3 separate regions of the Mus musculus genome follow, and regions 1 and 3 are each linked to region 2. Evidence: chromatin contacts called from public Hi-C and capture Hi-C data. All regions are on one chromosome and are shown on one strand. The core of a region is the stretch at or near the end of the contact, and the rest is flanking DNA. Distances in the headings are between cores, read along the strand shown.

Region 1 (4,166 bases), core at 913-3,412, 300 kb before region 2:
TAACTGTCCAGGCGGCTGTGGCATCACAAGGTGGCCTGAGTGGATGATTACATGGTGAAGGCACAAGGAATGGGGACATAAGGTACTTTCTTTCTAAAACACAGTCACAGCAATAACTCACTTCCTCGTCTCCAAGTCTGTAGTGAGTGTCAGAAAAAGCAGGAACTGTGGCAACGTGTAGGGACAGTGCAGACATCTTCTTGCTGACAGGGGATTCTAAGAACTATCACATGATTGCATGGACAGGGTAACCATCCACTCCAGCACTTTCCCTGGTGAGCTGCAGCGGTGAAGTGTGCATGCGTGTGTGTGTGTCTGTGTGTGTGTCTGTGTGTGTCTGTGTGTGCTCTGTGGCTGCCTATGAACAGCAGGGCACTGCTGAGACTAGAAAAATCCTAAAAAGGCGGCTTGTGGAGAAGAGCCGCTTTTCCTGGTGACAGCAGGTACCAATGTGAGTCAACCCAGGTAACTCACGATTACCTCCAACGACTTACCCAGTGAAGGCCCCGTGATGCAATAACCACATAACCACAACCAACTGGATACAGCACCGAGAGAAGATAAACTGAGTGTGTGTGGGGGGAGTGCAGGGGCCACGGAGCCGAGACAGAGGGGAATCAATCGCTCTAATTGTCATAATTGCATGCTCTACCAAACTGCAATTGGGAGACTCTGCAGTTCACCACCTCTTTCAACATCCAAGACCACAAGAGTTGTGCAATTTAGAATTTAGCGAAGGAAGAAAGAGGCTGCTGACTACTGAGAGGAACACAACTCCATGGCGACAGCTGTTGGTGACTGCCCAGCTGACTGGCAGAACTGTGTGTCATCTGTGGGAGTCCTGAGATAGATATTATGGGAGACTAGCAAGTTAACTACTATTTGGCTTGATGCTCTCTGATAGGTGTCTAAAAGGAGAACTGGCCTGGAGAAACAGCTCAGCAGTTAAGAGTACCTGCTGCTCCTGCAGAGGACCCGAGTTCACTTCCAGCACTTACACTGAGCAGCATCCAACCATCGACAACTAACTCCAGGGCATCTGGTGCCCTCTTTTGGATTTGACAGGCATGCACATATCCATACGTAGACACATCATTTAAAATAAAAGCTTTAAAAAATTATAAACAAATGAGGAACGAGCCTGATATATAGAGTCTAGCTAAGACAGCTGAACCTGACTGGAGCTATGTGGAGTTTCCGTTGTGTTTTTCACCAGGGTCTATTTAAACCAGGGCCATAATTAGTATAGTCCACAGATAGCAGTGGGCTTCTCTAGAAACCAGGAGCATGGTGGTGAGCAGAACACATTTATGGAGAAGAACTCACATAAGGAGAATAGAGCTCTCCGGTCTCTGTGATCTCGCCTGCCATCTCCAGAGAGTGAGGAAGGGCTGGCCCAAGAGGTTACTTCTATGCAGTGGCAGCAGCAGCCGCAGCTCCTAAGACAAAAGAGTAGACTTTAGTTCTCTAACTGCAGAGATGAGACTGGGGGTGGGGGGTTTGCAGTCTGCCGCTTTCACCTGTAGCCCTTTTAACTCAGACACTTTGGTCTCCCTATCTGCCATGAGACAGCCTTGGTGGGACGCGGCTTCCTGGACCATGTCTTCTAACTTGATTTGCTATGCAAGGCACTTCTCGGTGCCTGGATGCTGCTCACACTCCAAGTGACTGAAGGGGCTTTCCGGGCCTCTAAGCCTCACTAACCATCACAGCCCCCTTTACCCTAAAGTGCTTACGTCCGTTTCATTATCTATGAGCTCACTACTACACAGGACAGCCCACACAGCTGTCTGCTTCTCCGCCCACAGCGGGAGTCAGCTTTTCCAAGGTCGCCCCTCCATCCTAACTCCTTGTCCCAAAGCCTCTTCTTTTAAATGGGGCCTCGCGCACCGACACCTGCCTTTTGCTTTGCCTTAGGGTTTCCCACCCTTAAGCCTCCCCTCTCTTCTCCAGAGCCGGTCCCTCAGTCTCCCCTTCCCCTCCCTTCCAGGTGAAACTCTAAAATTCACATCCATCTTCACCCTGTCCTGCCCTCCTGCCCGTCCCAGACCTGCAGCACAGCTAGCTTCCAGGCACAGTGGCCACCGCCTCCAGCTCTGCAGCTGCCACCCGGCACCAGCGGCCCCGCACCAGCGCCCGCTACGCGCACGCGCACGCTTCCCAGTCCCCCGTCCAAGCGAGCGCGTGGGGAGGGGCGCAGTGCGTTGATTGGATGCCTCGCGGGGGCGGGGCCGGGATTGGGCTTTGCGGCTGCCGTCTGCCTGGCGGAAGCGGACAGCAAGCCCCTCTACGCGCATGCGGAAAGCCTGTTTCTCCGGGACAGACGCTGACGCCTGTCGTTGGGGACGCCTTCCTCGGCAGGGGGTGGTTGTGAGCTTTGCAGTTTGCAAACTACAGCGCTTAGACGGCCGAGGAACCACGCAAAGGGCTGAGGCCTGAGAACTTTGAGTGGGGCTTGGGGACAGGAAAACGGAAGGGCCAGAGCCGAGTGACGTGGACTCTGGACGCTGGAGGCTAGGGTTGGAAACAGGTTAAAAAAAGGATTAACAGGTCATTTGGGGGTGGACGGGCATGTTGTGTAGGAATGGGCTGGAAACCGAGCCAGAACTTGGCCCCTGGGTGAGAGCCCAGATGTATTGACCACTTCGGCTCTTTCTCTTACAAGAGTTTTAGAATCCCCGTTCTTTCACGTAGTTGTGAGGGGAAGGCAGGACGCTCTTCTGTCAACATAGCTCCACTGCTACAGAAAGAGTTCCACCCTGCGTGGGAAGACACTATGGGGGCTCTGAAGTCTTTAACTCTCCCCACTAGTAGGCAGCTACAATGAAGCTGAATCAGAACACCATGCTAGTGGGCAAGAAGGTGGTCCTGGTACCCTACACCTCCGAGCATGTGCCCAGGTAACTAACTCATTACCCGACTGGTTGTAGCGTGGAGGGCAATTGGAAACAGGGTGCCTTAATCTAGGAGCCTGTCTTGTTTAACAAACGTCACTTGTGTGGTGCTGTACACCTTTGATTCTGGCCCAACACTTGGGAGACAGAGGCAGGTCCATCTCTTCCGTGAGATTGAGGCTAGCCTGGGCAATATAATAAGTTCCAGGCCAGCTAGGGATACTTAATGAGACTGTGACTCAAAGTGGGGGGTTGGGGGTGGGAATTACATGCAGGAGGAATAAAGCTGAAGTGGAGGGCTCATTTTTCATTTATTTTCCTTGTCATCCATCTCTCTGCTTTCTTTTTGGCTTTTCAATGAGGGATTACATCATCTAGATGTGTGTGTAACAAAAAAACAAAGCCATGTCTTCTTCCCTCGTTCTAAATTACTTATGGCGTTCCCTGGTATCCTCTGGAGACTTAACGTGTGCTTGTCCCAGATGTTGAATTCATTATTTTGATGCCTACTGTTTAAAGGCCAGAAGTGAGATTCAGGGACTCTTTGTGAGGTTAGTTGGCAAACATCTGACAGATTGAGAAGCTGGCTCTGTAGGGGACAATAGTTTTGCATTGGGGAGATCTGTCACCCTGCCTTGTAGAGGTCTCCTCAGCCCTCTTTGCTGGGCTGGACTGGCATACCCTTACCCTCAGGAACTGGGGGAGTGTTTGGTTTTATATTACCTGGGTGGGAAGCTGGGCCCCTAGAGCTACCCTCTCTGCTGCTGCCTGAGAAAAGAACCTACCTTTCCTGCCTACCCATACCCACTTCACCTCAGAAAGCACAAACTCAGACTTTTTGTGGTTTTTCTTTTTCTTTTTTTGAGTGGGGTATTTTTTTAATCGATTATATATTAACTGAATACCTACAATGTTTTTGTTTTTATCCCCCCCCCCCCCCCCGAGATAGGGTTTCTCTGTTTCTCTGTGTAGCCCTGGCTGTCCTGGAACTCACTTTGTAGACCATGCTGGCCTCGAACTCAGAAATCCACCTGTCTCTGCCTCCCAAGTGCTGGGATCAAAGGCGTGCGCCACCACTGCCCAGCTACAATGTGTTTAGACATAGAGTGAAAATGACTAACGTCCTTACTTCCACAGCACTTATCCTGTGTGGGCAAAACCAGAAAAGAGCGGATGTCACATCCGTATTTTATTTTATTTTTAAATTTATGTATATTTATTTAGAGACAGGGACTCACTGGGTAGTCCTGGCTGGCCTAGAACTATGTAGGC
Region 2 (4,003 bases), core at 547-3,046:
ACCTTTCCTGGCTTGCAAGGATGCTCCTCCACCGCCAGTAGATGGTTGGCTTTCTAACTTTCCACCACTTCCCTTAGCAGGGCACTTTAAATCCCCTTAAATCCCAAAGGGGGAAAAATGAAGAAGAAGAAGACAACCCAAATAAATAAAGGGAAAAATAGCCAAGATAATTTTTTTCAAACCTCTGTGAATAAGTGTGTAAACCCAGATGAAACCAGTGTCTTTCTTTCTCTCTTCCTTTCTTTCTCTCTTTCTTGCTTTCTCTCTCTCTCTCTCTCTCTCTCTTTATTTATTTATTTATTTTGAGGCAAGATTTTTTTTCTATGTAACCCTGCCTGGCCTGAAACTTACTATGTAGAATAGGCTGGTCTTAAACTTACAGAGATCTGCCCGCCTTTGCCTCCAGAGTACTGGGATTAGAAATTTTTTCCTTTAGGGGTGTGGCTATTGGCAGGTTGCCTCTGCCCCAGTGGATGACCCCATACCCACGTGCATAGAGCCAGTGCTAATCATTCAATGGTTTTTTTAAAAAATATATAAATAATACTAAGTTGGAGGGAGATGTGTTGAACAGACTTGGGGAATCAGACTTGGGGAGGTCAGATATGGTCAGACTACATTGTTCACATACATGAAATTTTCGAAGAGTAAAGAACCAAAAAAGAAGTCTGTGGGGTGTGGTGGTGCACACCTTTAATCCCAGCATTTTGGAGGCCGAGAAAGGCAGTCTCTGTGAGTTCATAGCCACCCTAGTCCACAGAGTGAGATCCAAGGCTAATCAGTGAGACTTATCCCAAAAAGAAAATGAAAAAAAAAAAACCTTACAAAAAAGAAAGAAAGAAAGAAAGGAAGGGAGGAAGAAAGAAAGAAAGAAAGAAAGAAAGAGAGAGAGAGAAAGAAAGAACAAACAAGGCTACACAGAGAAACCCTGCCTTGAAAACCCAAAAAGGGGGGGGGGGACCCAAGAAGAAAAGAAAGAAAGAGGGAAAGATGGAAGGAAGGAAGAGAAGGAAAGAAAGATAGACAGATTAAATTTTTTCACACACATCCACACCAGCACGTGCCTGTCAGGGCCTCTCAACACAACCACTGTCCACTCATACTGGTACCACCTGCCCTGACCTCCTGTTTTCTATTCTAAACCATCCAAAAATCCTCTGGGCACCCGTCCTGGACAGCCACCAGCCCCCACCGTGTGTTGACTTGTCTCTTGTTCTGACAGCTGTGTGCAGAGGGAGATCCCGGTCCCTTCCCCCCAAGCACGGCCCTTTCTTTGGTCATCCACCTTACATGAAGGACTCAGCTGCCACATTTGGTGTTGTGCACAGAGAGATCCCCATTCCAGTGCCTCACACTGCATCTCCCCGAAGCCCCCCGCCCTCCCGGGCAGACACTACCTCACCTGGAAGCCAAAAAAGCAGCAGCAGCAGCAACAGTGTGGGCAGCCACACAGCTGAGGCCAGTTGGGTCATTTCTCCCACACACGGGTCACCGGCAGGCAGGCCACGGCTGGACGCTCCACGGTTCAGTCCCGCTGGGGGACGGCCAGTCTCTGAGACGCCCACTTCTGCTTTTCTTTGTGTCTAGCTGTTTTGCTTCCGACTTTCCTCAGTTCTGTTCCTGGAGCTACGGGAGAAACTAAAAGAATCGGAAGGAGCCGAGGCGAGCTGATGAACCCCCCGTGAGGCTCTGATCTCATGACTGCCAGGCTGCCATGACAGCCTGATGACCCCTGCTTGCGTCTGGCTCAGGGTGCAGGGCCAGGTTTCATTCTGACTGGCACCCAGTCACTCCTCCTTTCCTTGTGGGAAGAATGGCAGCCTTGTGGAGAGGAAGACCTGCTAGCCCTGCCTGGGTGGTGCCCACTATGAAGCCTTCCTGGGAGCTCTAGGCCTGGACCCCCAAAAATTCCTGAAGGGTTTCTGGTGTTGGAAAATGTGTCTTCCATTTGACCAGGGGCTCTCCAGGCTGCGACCTTCTTTCTTGTGTAGCCCCATTGAACTTGAGCAAGGACCCAGACAACTTGCAGATCTCCCTCTTTCTCTGGTCCACGGAGACACCAAACATGTACACAGGGGTCCTGTGAACCCTTCCAGCTCGTACAGAATGGCACGAAAGCCCAGGAAACTCTGACCTTATTGTAAAACAGGTCACCCAATAGCTAGCTATTATACTATATTAATCATATAATAATAGTAGTTATTAAAGCCGCAGGCAGCCCTATGCCAATGATGAGGTCCCGAGAGCGCCCTCCCTTCCAGATCCTCCTCAGCATCTCACGCTTTCCTCCTCTTGCTACAAATGTGCCCTCGAAGATACCTGCTAGTTACACTGCTAGACGGGTGGAAGACAACGCTTCAGGATCCTGAAGAAATTTCTCTGATGGCCAGGTACGGGGACATACCCCTATTATACAACTATTCTGGAGACTGAGTCAGGAGCATTGCTGGAACCCACAAGTCTGGAGAGACTGTTTCAACAACAAGAAAACACACCACTCTTTGATAGTAATAGCATCATATGTCAACTAAAGATCAGTATGGAACTTTGTGTTCTAGATACTTGGCTTGGTCAGTGTTTCTTTGCTGTGAAGAGACACCATGACCACAGCAAGTGTTATCTATAAAAAGCATTTAAGTGGGGCTGACTTACAGTGTCACAGGTCTAGTCCATTGTCATCACCACAGGAAGCATGGTGGCCTGGAGGCAGACATGGTGCCGGAGAACGAGCTATGAGTTCTACATCCAGATCAGCAGGCAGCAGGAAGAGAGACACTGACTGGGACTCAAAGCCCACTCCCCCAGAGAAAATTTCCTTCAAGAAGGCCACACCTCCTGATCCTTTCAAAGAATGCCACGCCCTGGTGACCAAGTATTCATAACGATGATCCTATGGGAGTCATTCTCATTCAAGCCACCACAGTACTTCTAAAATTAAAAACAAACTAACAGGGCTGGAGAGATGGCTCAGAGGTTAGGAGCACTGACTGCTCTTCCAGACGTCCTGAGTTCAAATCCCAGCAACCACATGGTGGCTCACAACCATGTGTAATGGGATCCGATGCCCTCTTCTAGTGTGTCTGAAGACAGTGACTGTGTACTCAAATAAATAAAATCAATAAATCTTTAAAAACAAACAAACAAACATTAAACTGTACATGGTGGTACATGCCTTTAATTCCAGCACTTGGGAGGCAGAGGCAGGAGGATTTCTGTGAAGCCAGCCTGCTCTACTTAGTGGATTTCCAGATAACCAGAGCTACATAATGTGACCCTATATCAAAAAAAAAAAAAAAAAGGAAAGGAAAGGAGAAGGAGAAGGAGAAGGAGAAGGAGAAGGAGAAGGAGAAGGAGAAGGAGAAGGAGAAGGAGAAGGAGAAGGAGAAGGAGAAGGAGAAGGAGAAGGAGAAGAAGAAGAAGAAGAAGAAGAAGAAGAAGAAGAAGAAGAAGAAGAAGAAGAAGAAGAAGAAGAAGAAGAAATAAACATTTGTATGTATGTGTATGTGTGTGCCTGCGGATGGTTATTTTGTTGTTCTGTTCAGATTTGTTCTGTTTAGCTTACACTTCCAGGTCACAATCCATCACTGAGGGAAGTCAGGGTAGGAACTGAAGCAGAAACCATGGGAAAACCCTGCATACTGACTGGTTCCCAGGCTTACAATCAGCTAGCTAGCTCATAGAGCTCGAGGCCACCTGTCCAGGGATGGTACCATTGACAAACGGATGGCCTCCCACATCAATCAAAACCAAGATAATTCCTCACAGACATGGCTGTCTGCCAACTGTATCTGGGCAATCCCCAGTTGTGACCCCCTCAGATGAACACTCTGGGGATGGGTCAAGCTGATATCTTGACGCTAACTTGGACACTTTGACTATTGATCTTGTACATGAACACTTAGGAAAAGAGTCATATTTTATGGCTTACATAGCCTGCTCACTGTAAGATTCACAGAAATGTGGTTTGTTTGTTTGTTTTTTATCCCCTAGATGTCCTGTGATG
Region 3 (4,186 bases), core at 871-3,370, 260 kb before region 2:
TCAGACAATTATTTGGAAGTGTCTAATGAGGGCTTACGCTCATAATAGGCTTGCAGGAATTAGGGAAGACTGGAATTTATTCTGAGATGGGGAGCCAGCTTGTCTGAAGTTTTTAGCAGAAACCTCCCAAGAGGGACAAATGGCTGTGAACTGGCATCTTTGGGTCACTGTGGAGAACATGCAGGTATGGTAGAGGGAGTTCTCTGCTCAGTCATCTTGGAGAACGGAGGTGTAGACTCAACACTGGAATGTTCCCAGCCGTCTGGTTAGACTGCTAATAAGGTTGGAATTGCTCAGGGCTCTCTGAACTTGATAGCGGAGCCACAAAGCTAAAAAGCTTTTCTTCCTTAGCTATGGGGTCTTGGGCCTGATTAGTTGATTGTGGGGCAGAGATGTCAGAGTGGGTCGGAAAGGAAGGGATGCAAGGCTGAGTTCCCGAATTATAAAAACCCTACTGTGTGCTTTGGGGAAATTTTCATCGGCTTGCCCACCATAGTAGGAGGAAAGTGGGGGTGGGGTGGGGGAGTGGGGCTCGTTCCTTTGCAGCCTTTCTGGAGCTTGTCAATGACTAACGACAAGATTGATGGGGACCACTTAAGAAGAGTGCCCAAGACCCCAGACCTAAGGTGCTCCAAGGATCTTTTCTCATCATGCTCTTTTCCCACAGCTACAGACTCAGGACTGGGCCAAGCCTGGCAGGCTGGGGGTCAGCTATTTTGCAGGTGCTCCCAGCAGGCACTCTGATGGCTCTGGGGCCCCAGCCATACAGGGGGAGGGAGGGAGGGAGGCAGGCGAATACCGGTATTTGTGTACTTTACAGATCACAGCTGCCTTGAGCAAATGATGCAGCCGGTCACCCAGCCCATCAAGTCCACCAAACACAAACAGCTGCTCAGCCTTGCCACCTCCTAGGTAAACAGCTCAGTTGTCCTGCAGGGCTAGGAGGTCAGGAGATCCCCATCAGCCTGGGGGTGGGGGCTGGCCATCAGCAACTCCCCTCCCCTGAGGACTTAGAGCCCCATTTCCTGCCACAAGCCCACACAGGACGCCTATCTCAACGTCTCTGGGTGGGTAGGCTGGCTGACTGGCTTCCCCTGAAACCCTAGGGGGTGGAGATGTGAAGCTCCTAGTGAGAGTGAGATCTGGTGTTTGAGAGGAACCAAGACCCTGAAAGAGGCAGGTACCCTTCAAGACCAGGCATCACTTCTACCTGGCATAGCTCTTACTTCTCTCTCCTAAACCCTGTAGAAAAATAGTGCAAGAGGCTGGCTGGCTCAGCATCTCTTTTTAGAGTTCCATGTACTTGCTTAAGCCAAGGACACCAATAAGAGAGGTGGTGACAGACATCCTTTTATTCAGGGCATTCCTGCAGAATGTATGCACCCCAGAGAGTTGCCTTTAAGGTCGTCGGGGGGCCGGGCGGGGGGAGGGGGAGAGTGGGCCATGGTCACTAATTGCCATGTTCTTTCTCAGCTTCTGAAAATTCCCAAGTGGACTTGTAGGCTGGCTACATGCAGCCTGGGGTGTTGGGAAGGAGCTGTGAGTCTATGTCTGGAGGCAGTGGGGAGGGGAAGGGTGGGATGTACCGCTGAGTGGGGACCCAAAGCACTGCACGCCTGTGACAGGTGTCACTTTTTGAGGCTTAGCTCAAAAAGGGCATTAACCTTGAGATGCCTCTGAAGGCGGGGATGCCCTGTCTGTGTCTTCAGAGAGTCCCTGTCTCCCAGTATTCCAAAGTGTGGCAGAAGGAACTGGGTTTTTGTTCCTAGGGTGGGGGAGTCTTAGTCTTTCAGATCTGCCTTACCCCATGCCCTCCGAGGTCAGCCTAGAACCCTAGAGACTGGGATGAGCCCAGGGGTTATGCCCCAGACCAGAGACCCAGCTGACACTTCCAGAAGAGGGGTGTAGACAGGGAAGGACAGGGTCCTAAGGCAAAGGACATCGGGAGGGATGTCCCTAAGTGCCGGCCTGGGGGGTCCCCAGCACTGAGCGCAGAGCCCACCCACCTTGCCGGTGAGATCGTAGTTCGGGCTGAAGGGCGGGGAGCGCTCAGGGGCCTCGCCATCCCCAGCGGTAGCAGCTCCTGGTGTGCCAGTCATGTCCCCGGACAGTCAGAGGTGAGCCCGGCTCGAAGCAAGCGAGGGAGAGCGAGGAACCGCCCTGCCCTAGGCTCCGCCCACTCCTCCCTCCCCATCCACCAACCGGCTCGGACCCTGATAGACTCCTCCCTCCGTCCCGCCATCCCCTCGACGACGCCAGCCAGGACGTCTGAGACTCGCAGAATGCACACCCTAGGGAGTGGCAGTCCCCCTGAGAGACATTAGCCTAGTTTAGTGCTCTTACAGCACGGAATGAGTCCTGCTACAGGACCAGCCCATTAAGGTCGCAGTGGTGAAGTTAGATTGCCATCGAGGCTGCGGACCCGGGAGACCCAGCTAGCTGCGGAAGGTGTGGGGCTTGGTTTCCTACTGCGGCAATGCAGTGGCCAGCAGGGCGCGCCCGAGCTCCAGCCAGTTGACAGTCCGGTACTTACCTGCAGGCAAGAAGCTGGGGACGTCCCTGAACAATGTTGGACAGGAAGTTGCATTCTGAGACTAGCACCCAAGCGGTTCTGATAGACCTCAGCTCATCTGAGCCTACTTTTTCACCGACACTCACCTTGGAGCGCACTGACCATCTGGGGAGCTCCTGGGTGGTGCTAACACTTGGAGCTCTTTGCCATGTTTCTCCCTCATTTGTTAGTCTAAGCCCCTGATGTCCTCCCACCACGGGAAGGTGAGCTCTTGAAGCCCATCTTTCCAAGGGGACAAGATAGGGCCAACATTATTCAGGGAAGGCCTAGGCCTAGCCACCGAGTGGGTGCCACAGGAATTCATGAAGTCGTGGGTCGTTTTGAGCTGTTTCTAGTACAGCCCAGGAACCCTGCAGCTCCGGATGACGGGGGATATGGAGAATCTGGGGTTGCACATACCAGGGTTCAGTAGCTTGTGGGCCAACTTTTCAACATCTCAACGCTGTATAGAAAGGAACAGGATGCGGGGACTGGATGCGGGGTGTAGGAAGGGGGTTGGGCCCCTCAACTTTTTAGGTGAGGGCAGTGAGGGCTGGCTTTGGGGTGACTATGACTTGGGAAATGGCTGTGTACATCAGCAGGAACTATTTCATGACAGCTGAGAGGAGATCCCGGAGCCTGGATGGAGGTGACTTTGTCGAGGTGGGAATTGGAGAGGGGTAGTGGCTTGCCCCTTGCTCACCGTCCACTGAAAACTAATGTTGTGGGGGTACATCGTGTCCCCCAAGAGATATGCTGAAGTCCTAGGCACTGGTACCCAAAATGTGTGTGGCCTTCCTTGGCAACAGGAACATTAGAGATGTAGGTTAGAACTGGGCCATACTGGAATAGGGGTTCCGTGATGGTTAATACTGATCATTAACTTGGCAGGCCCTAGAGTCATGCTGTGAGGGAATATCTTAATTAGGTTGACCGAGGTGGGAAGACCCACTCCAGAGGAGGGCAGCATGAAAAGGAAGAGATCACACCTCTTGTTCTCTGTTGCTTGTTTGAGGTTAGCTGCCTCAGGCTCCTGCTGCTGGGGCTTCCCCCGTCTCGATGGAATCTAACCAAACTTCCCTTCTTCACACGCTGTTTGTGTCCGGGTATTTTATCACAGCAACGGGAAAATTAACTGAGACAAGCCCCTAACCCAGTGTGACTGTGTGATGGGGAAAGGTTTAAAGCAAATGGCTAGAAGACAGCCTCGTGAAGCCAGAGGTAGAGACAGGAATATTTGATGACTCCAAGGAACAGGGACGATGCCCGGAGCTAAGAGAAGCTGGGAAGCGGTAGGGAGAATTCGACTGGGATACTACTGACCCCTTGGTTTGGGACTTTGGTGTGTGTTGTTGGCTCCATTATTATTTTGGGAGGAGGCAAAGGCTTCAGAGGTTAGGGCTTAGCTGGTGTTAGGGATTGGTTCTAACGCTGTCTCAATTCAATTCGGCTCCCAAAGGCAGAGGTCCCAGACCTTCTGTCTCCGCCCCCAGCTGGATTTGATTGGCATTAAAGGATTGCTTTACAGCCAATGGCTGGGCAGGTAAACTGAGGTGGGCGGGACCTGGGGGATTTGTGAGGGCCGGCAGCCAGGGAGAAAACTGGAGATGATCTAGCGAGATGGGTCAGATTTAG

The links. A called contact is a pair of places that touch in the nucleus more often than the background predicts. Capture Hi-C pulls out chosen DNA fragments and counts their contacts.
Region 1: a capture Hi-C map of macrophages shows a contact between it and region 2, with 4 times the contacts expected there. The contact joins the promoter of Tmem104 here to the promoter of Cd300a in region 2. A contact is called at or near these places in 2 of 39 promoter capture datasets (the HPC-7 cell line and hippocampal neurons), 2 of 484 Hi-C or Micro-C datasets (cerebellum and cortical neurons) and 1 of 9 other capture datasets (macrophages).
Region 3: a Hi-C map of cerebellar granule neurons shows a contact between it and region 2, with 2.3 times the contacts expected there. The contact joins the promoter of Rab37 here to the promoter of Cd300a in region 2. A contact is called at or near these places in 8 of 39 promoter capture datasets (the 3T3-L1 cell line, the C10 cell line, HPC-7-derived erythroid cells and 5 more), 6 of 484 Hi-C or Micro-C datasets (cardiomyocytes, cerebellar granule neurons, cerebellum and 2 more), 3 of 115 datasets of contacts at active chromatin or transcription factors (the HPC-7 cell line, bone marrow-derived macrophages and pancreatic cancer cells) and 2 of 9 other capture datasets (adipose tissue and liver).

The regions. Positions count from the first base shown.
Region 1 is chr11:115,185,483-115,189,648 of GRCm38.p6, reverse strand. Tmem104 (transmembrane protein 104) reads right to left here and starts at 2,162. Exons shown (of 10, transcript NM_001033393.2): 1 at 2,051-2,162; 2 at 1,327-1,439. The coding sequence starts at 1,371. Nat9 (N-acetyltransferase 9 (GCN5-related, putative)) reads left to right here and starts at 2,250. Exons shown (of 7, transcript NM_025400.4): 1 at 2,250-2,530; 2 at 2,812-2,900. The coding sequence starts at 2,824.
Region 2 is chr11:114,887,834-114,891,836 of GRCm38.p6, reverse strand. It overlaps Cd300a (CD300A molecule), which reads right to left and starts at 1,796. Exons shown (of 7, transcript NM_170758.4): 1 at 1,403-1,796. The coding sequence starts at 1,472.
Region 3 is chr11:115,152,112-115,156,297 of GRCm38.p6, reverse strand. It overlaps Rab37 (RAB37, member RAS oncogene family), which reads right to left and starts at 2,120. Exons shown (of 9, transcript NM_021411.4): 1 at 2,007-2,120. The coding sequence starts at 2,099.